2 separate regions of the Mus musculus genome follow, and region 1 is linked to region 2. Evidence: chromatin contacts called from public HiChIP or PLAC-seq data. All regions are on one chromosome and are shown on one strand. Each heading gives the region's core, a stretch centred on a gene start, on an enhancer-like site or on the middle of the called end of the contact. The rest is flanking DNA. Distances are from core to core; before and after follow the strand shown. Region 1 overlaps Slc36a1 (solute carrier family 36 (proton/amino acid symporter), member 1). Region 2 holds the start of Slc36a2 (solute carrier family 36 (proton/amino acid symporter), member 2).

What was found. HiChIP or PLAC-seq counts read pairs in DNA pulled down with a chosen protein or histone mark.
Region 1: a contact with region 2 is called in an HNF4G HiChIP or PLAC-seq map of pancreatic cancer cells. The contact joins the enhancer-like site here to the promoter of Slc36a2 in region 2. A contact is called at or near these places in 3 of 39 promoter capture datasets (the C10 cell line, the HPC-7 cell line and liver), 2 of 15 datasets of contacts at CTCF or cohesin (CD8 T cells and the G1E-ER4 cell line), 19 of 484 Hi-C or Micro-C datasets (the HPC-7 cell line, LSK cells, the P5424 cell line and 15 more), 7 of 115 datasets of contacts at active chromatin or transcription factors (CD8 T cells, the HPC-7 cell line, acute myeloid leukemia and 4 more) and 4 of 9 other capture datasets (adipose tissue, bone marrow-derived macrophages, liver and 1 more).

Annotation. Positions count from the first base shown.
Region 1 is chr11:55,233,627-55,240,084 of GRCm38.p6, forward strand. Slc36a1 (solute carrier family 36 (proton/amino acid symporter), member 1) reads left to right here. Exons shown (of 11, transcript NM_153139.4): 11 at 1-2,704. Among named protein-coding and RNA genes, the nearest start is that of Slc36a1, 33 kb to the left of the region's middle. Within about 2 kb of position 3,440, at least 11 of the 459 cell types and tissues checked have an H3K27ac peak or open chromatin away from gene starts, as enhancers often do. A contact at or near this core is called in bone marrow-derived macrophages and pancreatic cancer cells, where this site is marked.
Region 2 is chr11:55,180,021-55,186,765 of GRCm38.p6, forward strand. Slc36a2 (solute carrier family 36 (proton/amino acid symporter), member 2) reads right to left here and starts at 5,057. Exons shown (of 10, transcript NM_153170.3): 1 at 4,791-5,057; 2 at 1,525-1,615; 3 at 687-775. The coding sequence starts at 4,939.

The DNA.
Region 1 (6,458 bases), core at 2,190-4,689, 52 kb after region 2:
CAGCTGGCTCAGAGACCTCAAGCAGATCATGTGAGCATGCACCGCCTCTGGAAGCCCCATGCTTCTGTGGACTTCCATTCATGAGACTGACTCCATATGGGCACTCGGAAGTACTCGTGTATACAAGGCTAAGGACGGGGCGCAGTTCCTCTTCATAGACACTACGCACAAGGGTCATTGTTTACAGTTCCTGGGGAGAGAGCAGAATCCCTGCCTTGCCCCAAGCTGCCTCTGTATCCTGGGCTTCCAAGGAACCACTAAACACTAACTGTGGCCCATACCTGCCCCTATTATGCCTCTCACAGAGTCACCTGGCTTCTAGGTCAGTCATCTTAGGGTGTGCCTTTAGAGGCCACTGAGAGTCCATGACTTGCCACTGCTCCCCTGTTGATGTCAGGATTCCCAAAGGACAGCTGTTGGCTCTCCATCTCTGGGTTATGTGTGTGTGTGTGTGTGTGTGTGTGTGTGTGTGTGTGTGTGTGTGTGATAGTGAACACGTGTGCATGCACACATATGCACACTACAGAGCGGTTTGTGTCTCCTCTCTGGTTACCAGGCTCTTAACTACAGATAGGATTTGCCTTGAAACTCGAGTTAGAGAAAGAAGCAAGAATTTATCAGAGTGCTGCTTTTGTGTTTGACAGAAGCTAGTGGCCCAACCTTGCAGCCAAGCCCCTTCTCGCTGTTCTGTCCAGAGCCTGCTGCGTGACTTCTAGGTCACAGGATGGGAAGGATGGTTTCTGGCTACAGCAGCCACTGTCCTTAGCAGCGTTGCTAGGAGTAGCCATTGCTGTCTTGGCCCCGAGGAGAGCAATGCTTTTTTCCCTTTCTGGCATCAGCATCCCCACAGGTGCTTATGTGGCCTGGTTCCAGCTGGGACTCACAGACGCCTTGCTTTCTGAAGTCTCAGGCTGGAAAGTGACCAAAGTAGGTTTAGACGCTGGCCAGCAACCCAACTGTGGGCCAGGCTCTCTCTTAGAAGCCACCTGAGCTTGGCTTCCTGGGTGGGAAGAAAGTCTATTCTGAACTTTTACAGGCGCTCCTACCCAGGTCTAGACCCATTGTCCAAGGCCAGCTACTCTTCAGGGCCCCTGGCCTGACACGGTGTGGTGTGCCTTCTGTAGCATTTGGCTGAGGGCAGCTTCCTTGGTACCTTGGTATGGCCCACATCTTTTGACCTCTTGCTATACTCCTGAGGTACTGTCAGTTTGGTGACCTGACTCTTTGAGCAAGGTCAGGGCCTTTCTGGATGGACACCAGGAAGCTGCTAAGCACATAGTGCCAGGCGCCACACACAGCCCAGGCGCCCACAGGAGCCCTGAGTCAGAGCCCTCCTGACCCCTCCCACTGTCAGTTTGGAGCCAGATGGCCCCCGGTGGGAAAACAGATAAATGGGAGCTTGGGCAGAACAATATAGACAAGGCTTGTGGAAACTAAGCCTGAATCCAGATGCCCCAGAGGCAGACATGCCCCATCCTTGCCAGCCCATTCCTTGTCTGTACCCAAAGTCAGAGGCCAGTTATCGAAAACTTGAATGTGAGCACTTGCTGGGAAGCATGTGATCTAGCCCGAGCAACCCACCGTGCCCTTAGCTGTGGCATCACTTGTGCTGCTGTCTGGGTCGGGAGAGGTAGAGGTTAGCTTAGGCCCACCTGTCTCACCTCACTAGCCACACCTATGGGCAGGTGCTCCTGTCTGCTCTCTTCCCCTGGAAGTCTTGTGCTAAGTGTGATCAGTGGTCTGAAGCTAGATCCCAGAGCCTGTCCTTAGGCTGTCTCATCCTCAGATTTCTCCCTCCCGTCAGTGTCTGCTCTTTGGATTCCATTGTTTCACTTGATCCTTCCAGGAAGTGCAGAGCTCAGATCATGTTTACAGCACTCACTACCCCCTTCTAATGCCCGCCCGCCCACCTGCCTGCCCGACAAGGGCTCTGGACAAGGGTTTGCTTTCCCTGCTAGCCAGCCCCAGCCACCATTCCCACTGGCACACTGAGGCTTTCTGGGGCCTGATATGGGAACCAGACAGAGTGGTCGGACGTGGCAATCAGGAGGGTGGCGCCAAGCTGGCTTGAGAATTTAATTTTCCAAAGTACATTACAAATCAGATACCATTAGGGGAAAGCGGGCCATGTGGCTCATCTTTGAAACTGTGGTCAATACTTGAAGGCACTTTAGTCCTGCTGGCCGCGCCAGCTTCCGTCTGGCCGGTGTCTTCTTTTTCTGTGTGTCCCGAGCCATTCACTGGTCAGAGACATTAAACCGTGCTCATAAGCAGTTATCAAAAAAAAGCAGCAGAAAATGAGGCTGGAAGGAGCCTGGTGTTTACCCTGTTCTTTGGTTTAAATCAAGCCGATGTTGAAGAAGCTGGAATTTTTTTTTTATGAATAATAAAATCCCACGTCTATATCGTAAAGCTGTCAGTATATGTTGAAATCAAGGAACGAGAGAACTGCCCTACAGAGAGTCTTAACAGCCAGACAGTACCGTGTGCTGGCGCCTACCTGGATGTGCATTGCGTACACGCGTGGGGCATGTCAGAGCTTCAGATGTGCATTGCGAACATGCATGGGTCATGTCATAGCTTCAGATGTGCATTGTGTACATGTGTGGGTCATGTCAGAGCTTCTAGGTCTCATTTGGGTTGCACATATGGATCTTGTGTTAAATTTCCACTTCAATAAATGAATTTTATTTTTTATTTTTGAGAGGTTGCAAACTGTGTCTTTGTTTTCACACTTCAGGGAAAAAAAATCACTGAGTTAGGACAATCTGACAAAGGGACAGGGGTCTGAGAAAGGGAAAGCAACCCTGTTTCCCTAAACCACTTCGATATTCTCCCGAAATCCTGGGTCGCCTTCTGCATATACCAGTGGGTAGTTTTAGGGATCAGCTTGGTTTTTCAGTCAAATATGAGCCTGGGTGTTTGCAAATGTTAACATTTAGAGCAGTTGACAAAGTAAAGATTACCCTTGCTAGTGTGGGTGGCTTCATCACATCCAAAAGTTCTTAAACCGTGGCCTCCCTGAGGAGGAATCCTATCTCCAGACCACAAGACCAGCTTCTCAGCTTCCACACTTGAGTGGAGACCAGCCCTAGGAACTGTACACCTGTCAGCCACAGCTAAGCTAGTTCTCCTTTGAAATTTGTTTCTATATTCTCTCTCTCTCTCTCTCTCTCTCTCTCTCTCTCTCTCACACACACACACACACATACACACACACACAGAGAGAGAGAGAGAGAGAGAGAGAGAGAGAGAGAGAGAAAGAGAGAGAGAGAATTTACCTACATTAACTGAAATGCCTACTGAGTCACCAGGCAGAATAAATAATTAGGTCACAATTGCATGTGTGGCCAACCACTCATGTTCCTTGTCTGGTGCATGACTGTGTGTGCACACATACACTGAGTCAACCCAAGGTCCCAAAGAAAGAGCCAGTCAGTCTTTACAGGCCACCAGCTGGTACAAGGAACCACAACACAGCAGGGGGCACAAGGAACTAGAACACAGCAGGGGTCGGTACCAGAGTTCCTGTGCTTCTCCTGGTACCTGCCTCTTCCCTTTGCTTACAGCCTCAGCCAGGAGGGTGAAGGGAGTGTCAGAAGGATGCGGGGCTTAGAAAACTGAAGGGAGTCAACACTTATTTACATGATCGTCTGCATCAAGGCTCCATTCCTATGTAATGGCTATAATTCAAACCCCAGATCTCCAAGTTCTTCAAGGTAAGCCCTGCTCTGCTGGAGACATGCGTATGACTGACAGTGAGCTGACCGGTATGACTGACAGTGAGCTGACCCGGCTTTCCTAGGTAGGCAGCCTCTTCATTTCTGCCCTTTGCAGATGTGCTTGGAGACCGTGAATCTTGAATGGTACATTTGTCCTAGACCAGCAGCTCTCAGTCTCCTTTCGGAGATGGGAGGTTGAATGACCCTTTCACAAGAGTCCCCCTAAGACCAATGGAACACACACGCATTTACATCATGAATCATAATAGTACCAAAAATACAGTTATGAAGTAGCAACAAAAATAATTTTATGGTTGGGGTCACCACAACACGCAGAACTGTATTAAAGGGTCGCAGCATTAGGACGGTTGAGAACCGCTCTCATAGACCATGGTCTCCCTCATCTTTTTAAATAGATTGAATTCTGATCTACATATAGCAAAATTTGCCTATTTTTCAATGTGCAGCTTGGTGAGACCATATCAATAAAAATGTCGAAGGTTGGGGCTGGAGGAATGGCTCAGTGGTTAAGAGCACTGACTGCTCTTCCAAAGGTCCCGAGTTCAAATTCAGCAACCACATGGTGGCTCACAACCATCCATAATGAGATCTGATGCCCTCTTCTGGTGTGTTGGGAGACAGCTACAGTGTACTTAACATGTAATAAATAAATAAATCTTTAAAAAGAAATGTAGATGGTTGCCTTCTAAAATATATTGTGATAATATGCATATATATGTGTGCAAGTGTGCACACCTAGATGTTGGGTATCCTGCTTACTCCCTGGAGACAAGATTTCTCACTGAACCTGGAGCTAGGCTGGATGTTAGCCAAATCCGGAAATTCTCTAGTCTGCCCCTATGACACAGGCTGTAAGCATGTATGTCCATACCTTAGGTTTTAATGTGGGTTCTGGGTATCTGAACACAGGTCTTCACGCTTGTGCAGAAAACATTCTTACCCACTGAGCCACCTCCCATCTCTCCATTCTACTCTGCCCTTGGCCCTGGAGCAAAGGTGTGCGGATGTGTGGACTACTCAGAGGCTGGCTGCCTTTTCAATGGTAATGGTAGAATCATGTTTTGAGACGTTATGTCAATGACAATCAACAGTTTTCTATATAGCATCTTATTTAAAGGGAAAGAAACTTCTGGCAATAGCTCCTTTGCACATAGAGACATTAGAGGGTTTTTAAAAATGTGTCTGGGATTCACATTTTCTAACTAGCCAGGACTCGCCTCCTGAGACCCCTGGTTCCTGCCTCCCACCACTCTCACCATGCCTCATTTGCTTCATCTCCTTTAGAGGGCACAGAGAAGTTTCTCACCCCCAAGACCTGCTGGGTGCCCTGAGTCTTCACATCATTACTTGTGCCTGACCTAGCAGGCTGCCCTTGTCTATGCCCAACCTGGGACTCAACTTTTTTGCTGTTGTTGTTTTGTTTCTTTGAGGCAGGGTTTCTTTGGGTAGCCCTGGCTGTCCCGGAACTCACTTTGGAGATCAGGCTGGCCTCAGACTCCGAGAGATTCACCTGCCTCTGCTTCCCAAGTCAGGATTCAGTTTGTCTCTGGAATCTTCCCTGGCTAATTTGGTGGAAATTTATGGCTCCTCCCTCAGCTCTGTGTTGTTATCTGATTAGCCTCAGGCCTAGCTGTGCTAGGGAGATGTGGCTCCATCAGCCCTCCATGGCCTTACAGGTACCTCAGCTGCAGATTCAACCCAGTGAACACAGGAAACATTGCACTTAATATCAAGTATAGACGGGCTTTGTGGTTCCCTCACCTCTCATCCACGTGACTGACCTCAGGCGTGAGAAATAATCTAGAGAGGACAGACAGTATGTACGAAGACCTGTTTAGGTCACAGGCAAATCGCACACTTTTACACCAGGGACTAAACCTTCTACAGAGTTTGGTAACCTTGGCAAGTCCGGGAACCAATGGCGTGGATGATGAGAGTCTCTGTACTCGGCTGCTTGCCTCACTGCTAAACTGCTGAGGGCATTGGCTAAGTGAGCGTCTCTCCCCTCAGCGTCTGACCTAGGGTTGAGCCTGTCCCTGAGGCTTCAGTGTCGCCTAGAGTGTGTGGTGTCCTGCACAGGCAGGTTGACTTCCTAGTGTTTTTCAGTTTCACGTTAACCTCACCAAGCAATTTCTTTGGCTGGACCTTGGAGGCTTATCAGAGAATCCAAGAAAATTCTAGGCTGTCTTTGACAAATCAAGTCCAAGAGGGCGCCTATGTATTTCAGGAAGCTGTGAGGCTGTCAGTCAGCACGGGGTCAGTGCATAACACAGTGGCAGCTCACTAACTCACCATATCACTGTGAACTCACCATATCCTACAGTGACAGTGATTCTCTCCTTGCACTGAAGCAGCTGTGGGCCCTGGATAAGTCACTCCCTACCCTAGAACGTCATGTCTGATCTTCTTTCCCAGTCAGATCTTTGAGACTCTCTCTTATCTTCAGCTCAAAATGACATAGACTTCTCTGGCTGAGTCCCTCTAGCATAATTCCAAACCTTAAGGCTCTGGTTGTGGCATCCAGTTCCTTCCAAGATCTCCTGTGTCTTTATATTTCCAGTGAGCACAGTCACTCTTTCTAGAAATCCTTGATAACCCTGGGGCTGACTCTGTGTGAGCCCTCCCCAAACACACACACACACACACACACACACACACACCAGCATCCCCACACAGGAGGAGTCTTCTGTTGCTTGAATCTTGTCGAGCTGTGTC
Region 2 (6,745 bases), core at 3,807-6,306:
CTGTAGGGAGAAGCCTCAGGCTGCAGCCATCCCAGAAGAGGAAGCTGTGGCTGACAGTTGCTGCATGCACTGCCCACATTCACCCTAGGATTAGAGGAAAGCACTGCCATCTCTCTGATGGAAAGGCTTCGGGGGCATTGGAATTCTTGACCGGGCTGTGCTCATGGCAAAAAGTACACATCTGCTCAGAGTTTCCTCCACTCCCCACACATCCACTCAGGGAACCCCACAACTCATGGTCCAGAGATCCAGACCAAGGCCACACAGACAGAGGGTGGAATAGGCATGAAGCCAGCACAGCCAGGTTCTAATTGGGGCTGTAATTCCACAGGGCTTTGTTCTCACCTGTGGTTCCAGCAGTTACCACACAGCATGAGTAATAGCACAGACCTGGTGTGGGTGTAGCAGTGCCTAGACCCATGGCTCTCACTGAACTGGGGATAACCCTTTAGAGGCAGGGATGGGCAAGAGTTATTTACACCCACTATACAGGCAAGCTGACCAGATGAGCTCAAAGGCCTGGTTGAGGTCATTTAAGCAGCGGTGTTTCCAGGCATCCCCTGAGGTCTCCCCATTCCCGAAGCTCTTTTTCTTGGCAATCATGGGGACCACAAAGAAGAAAGCTCTTCTAATATGTAGGGTGTTTGGGGGCTGTCCTCAAGACCCACACAGGGGACCTTCCTCACCTGTGACAGAAGCGCTGGGCACATCTGACTAGGATGTGCATACAGTGGCAGGCGATGAGGCCCATTACCAGCAAGCTGAGTGGGCCCATCTGCAGGCAGGACAGACAGACAGACAGGAGTAAGTGGGAGAGAAGACAACTTAGAGGAACAGATACTGCTGAGGACTCAAAGGTCTCTCTCTCTCTCTGTCTCTGTCTCTCTCTGTCTCTCTGTCTCTCTCTCTCTCTCTCTCTCTCTCTCTGTGTGTGTGTGTGTGTGTGTGTGTGTGTGTATGTGTGTGTGTGTGTTTGGGAGCAGCAAGGGAGCAGTTTTCCAGCTTGTCAGGTCATTGGACTTGGTGGCCAGTGCCTTTATCTCGTGAGCCATTTGCTAGTCCTGAAAGAACTTTCTAGAAAACCAAGTTGAAAGAGACTTGGCTACTCTTTCCGAAAGTTAACCTCAAGTCATGTCTAAAAAGTACACATAGCAAGCACGGTGACATTTGTGATGGAGCAGGAGACTCAGGGTCCTGATCACATGGCCCATTGGTGGTCTCTGAGATGTCCCCAAGGGCATCTGTAAAGGTAGACTGGGTAACTGGTCCTCCTCTAATCCTTACATTCTACAAAAGGAGGGATTTGAAGCCTGAGGGTGGATAAAAAGTGTTGACTTGACTCCTAATGCCAGAGGCCAAGCCAAGGCAGAACTCAGACTCAGACTTGATGTTCAGATTTTATGTCTGGGTCAGATACCTCTCCACCCCCCAAGCACTGACTGCTACAAGGTATTTTAAACCATTATGTCTTCTTCCCTATCCCACAGCTTCTTCGTAGTGCCCCCACTTAGCCATGCCTCTTACCAAGATGCCCGCATTCTTCACAGCCAGGGGAAGTCCGAGGATCCCTGTGCCCATGTTGCCTTTGACCAGATGAACCAATGTCTGGAACCCGCTACAGGAAAGGAAGGCAGTCAGAGGACATGGAAATGGAGCTGGGAAAGGACCTAGCAGCCATCCCCTCATAGCGTGCCAGCACTTCAATTACCTGCGTGGGCAGGTAAATTCATGGCCATCTCGATTTTCCTGTATCCTTGCTTTGGCACATCTGGGTCTCCTGGAAGGTGACCACCCATCCCAAGATATCCAGAATTGTTCCATTAGCGGCTTGGGCCCTGTCTGTACCATGAAACACTAATTGTATGAGACCCTGTATGCGTGGAGTCTTTAAATATAACATCTCATTTAATCGTCTTGGCAGGACAATAAAGTAGGCAATGGTTGGGGTTTGGTCTGTAGATGGGAAATGGAGGCCCCAAAATACTTAGATAATTTGTCTATGAGTGCACAGTGGAGTCGTGGCTGGAAGCCAAGCTGCTTTGTAGCTCCGCCCTTCTGCAGGACCCTGGGAGGCAGTCCCAGGACAGGGAGGAAAGGGGCAGCCCCACATCATCACAAAGGAAACTGAGGCCCGGAGACCAGTTTGACTTCCTGAACTGTGGCAGAGACAGGACTGCACTCCCAGAATAGGGGAAAAGGCAGACTGGAGACAAGTCCCGGGGACTTCTCAGCAGTAGGTCAGGTGATGTCGGTCATCTGGGGATTGATCTCCAGAGAGATCTTTCTTTCTTTTCTTCTTAGCCCAGGACATTAAGTCTGGGGAATGGCATGACCTCTAACCCAATAAAACCCAAGTTAAAGCAAAGGACTCCCACTCTTTCTGTTGCCGTTGGCTTATGGTGCTCAGGGTCACAGCCGGGACCTTGTACATGCTAGGCAAGAGCTCTGCCTCTGAGCGGTGCCCTCAACACTCACGATTTCTTCTCTCTCTTTCTCTTCCATCCTCCCCTACTTTTCTCTTATTGTTCTCTGGATCTCCTATAGCACAGGCTAGCCTCAAATTCACTATGTAGCCAAGGGTTACCTTCAATTTCTGATTGTCCCACCTCCATACCCCAAGTGTTGAGACTACAGCTATGTCACCATGCCCAGTTTATACGGTGCTGGGGATCAAACCCAGGGCAGTGTGCCATCCAGACAGGCGCTTTACCAACTGTGCTATATTCCCAGCCTCAATTTACTATTTAGTTTAGACAGATGTGAAGTTGATCTAGAGGACAAGGTCATTAGGGGAGAACAATTCCAAGTTGGGACTTTCTCTCCCAATGAATCTCAAATATCCCAGCTCTCTTCTAGATGTTTCTGTATTCCAACCTTGTGACACACAGTGCTAAGCTTTTATCCAAACCCCCAGAAACCTTAGAAATTCCCCCAAAAAACCCTTGCAGCCAAGAGATCGTCTGGAAGCAGAGACAGGAGTCTGGCAGGAGCCTAGATTTTGGAATCAGACAAACCCAGGATTACAACCCAAGGCTGCTACTTATCCGGCTCTGTCATTTTGTGGGGGCACATGTTTGGCTCTGTAGCGCCTCTGCAAATGTTAAGAATAACAAAAAAATTTGAAAGAGCTGACTCAACTCCTGGTCTCTATTTTAACCCCCAAGTCCTCCAGCATTGGAGGACCTGCCCATGGACTGGCGGGAGTTAAAGAACAGTTGGAGGAGGGGTGGTGGTGGAGAATCCTGCGTGCCTGTCTCTCTCCCTGTGGGTGTCAACATTGCTGACAGAGAACTACACCCTCAGCCCCCAGCGATGGGCTTGTTTTGCAACTGGGAAGGGGTCAACGGGTCACTTAGGAAATTTCTAACTAAAGGACTTAGGAAATCAGAATTAGCTTGTAGCTGTTTGTTCGGTCAGCTTGCAGTGTGTCGAGCCATGCAAAAATTTGGACCAGGAGCCAGGAGGCCCGGGTCCTTTGGTGACCTGGAGCCACCATCACAAGTACTTTTTAAGCAGCTAAGAGTACACAAGTACTCAGCTCGCGCTCACATAGAAGGTGCAGCCATACTAGGAGGAGCAAGCCATCATTTCTAGACTTTCTCGGGCTGGCGAGTGGGAACTGAACCCAGACAGCCAGACTCCATCCCCTGCCTGCTTTCCCAGCCTGGACTCCCTGTCTCCAAGCCCCACAGGCTCCGCTCTGACTCTCTCTTGTTTTATTCTTTTGATTTTTAAGGAGTTGAAATTGCCACCTTGACCATCCAGGACACAAGAGTCAGCTGGTTCTCTCAAAGTTGAAAAATACCCTGCTCTGCTGTGGGTGGTCCAGGGGCCTCAGCAGCTCACTCAGTGACCTCTAGCACTTAGGAAGCCCAGGACCAGACCCAGGGACAAAGGAGCCATTGAGGCCATTCCTGCAGTGTCTTGTATGCAGTGTGGAGAGAGACTGTACCCATTCCTTCAGCACCTTCTCCCTCTCTGCCACACATTCCCCACTCTGTCTGTCTGTCCATCCTTTAATATACTAGGTCGTATCTGCTCCTCCCTGCTTTCCATATGAGGACACTTGCTTCAGGGAAGAGAAGGACAGGGCTTCCACCTGAACCCAGACCTTCTGGTCCTCTGTTAATTACACTCCCTACTACCTTGATGACGTCAAACTTGCTCCTTAAAGCACGAGCCTGGGCTGGCTAGACTGCTATGTTAGTGAAGTCAAGTAGGGAGGAGGAAGAAGAAGAAGAGGAGGAGGAGGAGGGTATTGGAGCCCTGTAGCTTGTCGTGTTCTGAAAAATCTTTGCGAATGTCTCCTCTAGAATCCATCTTCTGGGAAATGGAAGACACTAGAAGCTTCCACGTGCTGTTCTTTGAGTAGTACCATGGCAGCCCCAGCGGCAGCAGGACCCAGGCTTGCGACAGGGAGAGGCTTGCTTGTTGCTTGTGGCTGAGGCCACTGTGGTTTACATACTGACCCCAGCTTCCCTCCAAGTTCTGCCTCCCTCCTAGACACTGAGAGCCCCAAACTGACTTTAACAAAAGTGCTTAGCCCCCTTCCTTCCAATAAATCTTAGCATGTGGCTTAAAGCAGCTGGGTCTCAGTTTCCCTCTCAGGACTTTTCAGATTCTAATCGTGCCCCTAGCTAGAACGTCCTATTTGACACAGACCCTGACTGCACTTTTTCCTCTTTGGTGTTCCCAGCTGCACAGTGGGTTGAGGGTCAGACATGCCCACCTCGAGATCCGGACTGGAAGCTGATGGAGGCAGACGTGGGGTGGGAGGGAGCTGCACTCACGTTATGCCCTTGGTCTTCTTTGATGACTCTGAAGAGCTCCCATTCGCTGGACTGGGATCCTGGCTCTGCAGCTTCTTGGCACTCTCAGGAAGGTCCAGATTGAGAGGGGTGGCTACCTGCGGACTCCTGGCACTCTTGGTCACAGACATGATGGCTTCAGAAAGGGCAAGCTCAAGGTAGGGAGAGGGCAATCAAGGAGGTGTATGTGCAGGTGCAAGTTGGGCCCAGTAGATCTGACCGGAGAGCTTGCTCTGGCCTGGCTGGAATGAGACCACGCCCACCTGCATGGACACCCCGCCTCCTCTTGCTTAAAGAAACCCAGCGGGAGAAAGAGAGGAAGGAGGGATTTGGGAAGAGAGCCATAAGCTTTATTGATATTACCCAATCAACCACAGTGCAGTTAACTTTTTCTTTTCTTTTCTTTCCTTTCCTTTCCTTTCCTTTCCTTTCCTTTCCTTTCCTTTCCTTTCCTTTCCTTTCCTTTCCTTTCCTTTCCTTTCCTTTCCTTTCCTCTCTCTCTCTCTCTCTCTCTCTCTCTCTCTTTCTTTCTTTCTTTCTTTCTTTCGTGTGTGACAGGATCTCCTGTAGCCCAAAGTGGCCTGTAATTCATTAGATAGCTAAGGATCATCCAGAACTTTTGAGCCACCTGCCTCTACCTCCTGAGTGCTGGAATTACAGATGTGTCCACCACCGCATCTGTTTTTATACAGAACTGGGGGCAGGACCCAGGCCTTTAAGCATATTAGGCAAGCAGTCCACATCTGAGCCTTATTTCCAGTCTATCCTGATAATTTTAATGACGAGAGCCGAACTATTTATTACACACTCCGCTAAGGGGGTACCCATTTCTGTCTCTGAAAAAAAATGCCTTCCTGTCTTCATCTCAGGGCAGGCTTCCCAGGTCCTACCAGCCTGCAGTCAGCTCTAAGAAGATGGGAGGGGCAGCTGGCACCTCACCTAGAGCAGGGCTCTTTCTAAGGTTTCACGTGTAATTCTGAACTCGTGGCCTGTCTGTGTGTTTGTATGCATGCGTGCATGCTGTGTATATGTGGAGGTAAGAGCTGGATTTGCGGTGTCTTCCTCAAACATAGTGCTGACTTAATACAGTGACTCATGTTGTGGTGACCCTCAGCCATAACAGTTTCATTGCTACTTCATAAACTGTTGCCAGTTATGAATTGGCACGTAAATATCTGATATGCAGGAGAGTTGATATGTGGCACCCCCCCCTCCCGGGGTCGCCACCCACAGGTTGAGAACTGCTGAAGAGGTGCCTTTACTTTCTGAAGGCTCCATGGAGGGAGAAGGAAAGGAATGAATTCTGCATGAGTCCCAGGCGCGTTTTCCCGGGCAGGCCACGGTTCAGGGGCTTCAGGGGCGACCGGGTGTGATCTGCTTAAGGTTACAATGTGGCTTCCGGGTTGGAGCTCTGGACCGGAAGATGGTCTCGGGAGCTTCTTGGGATTCTGCTCTCTGTCATTATCTCTGCTCAGGGTAAACGAACCAGCCAAACTCTCCTCTTCTACAAATTATAGCATTTTTCTTCTTGTACCAGTCTCCCCACCACCATCTCCTCCTCAGAAAGCAACATTTACCGAGGCCGTACTGTGTGCCAACAGTGTAGCTTAAAACACCCCCATGGTATCAGGAACACCTAAGACAGACTCTGAAGGACCTGTCCCTTACCAGGGTTCTTTCTAGGGTCCGGCGTGCAATTCTGAACTTGTGGCACGTCTGTGTGTCCTATGCATACATGCATAGTGTGTACACTCAGAGGTTTGGAGATACTATGTAGCCCATGGCTGTCCTGAAACTCACTCTGTAGATCAGGCTGGTCTTGAGCTCACAGAGATCAGCCTGACTCTGCCTCCTAAGTGCTGGGACAAAAGGCATGTGTCACTATGCCCAGTTCCATCTTGTGTTATTTTGAGACAGGGTCTCTCATTGAACCTAGA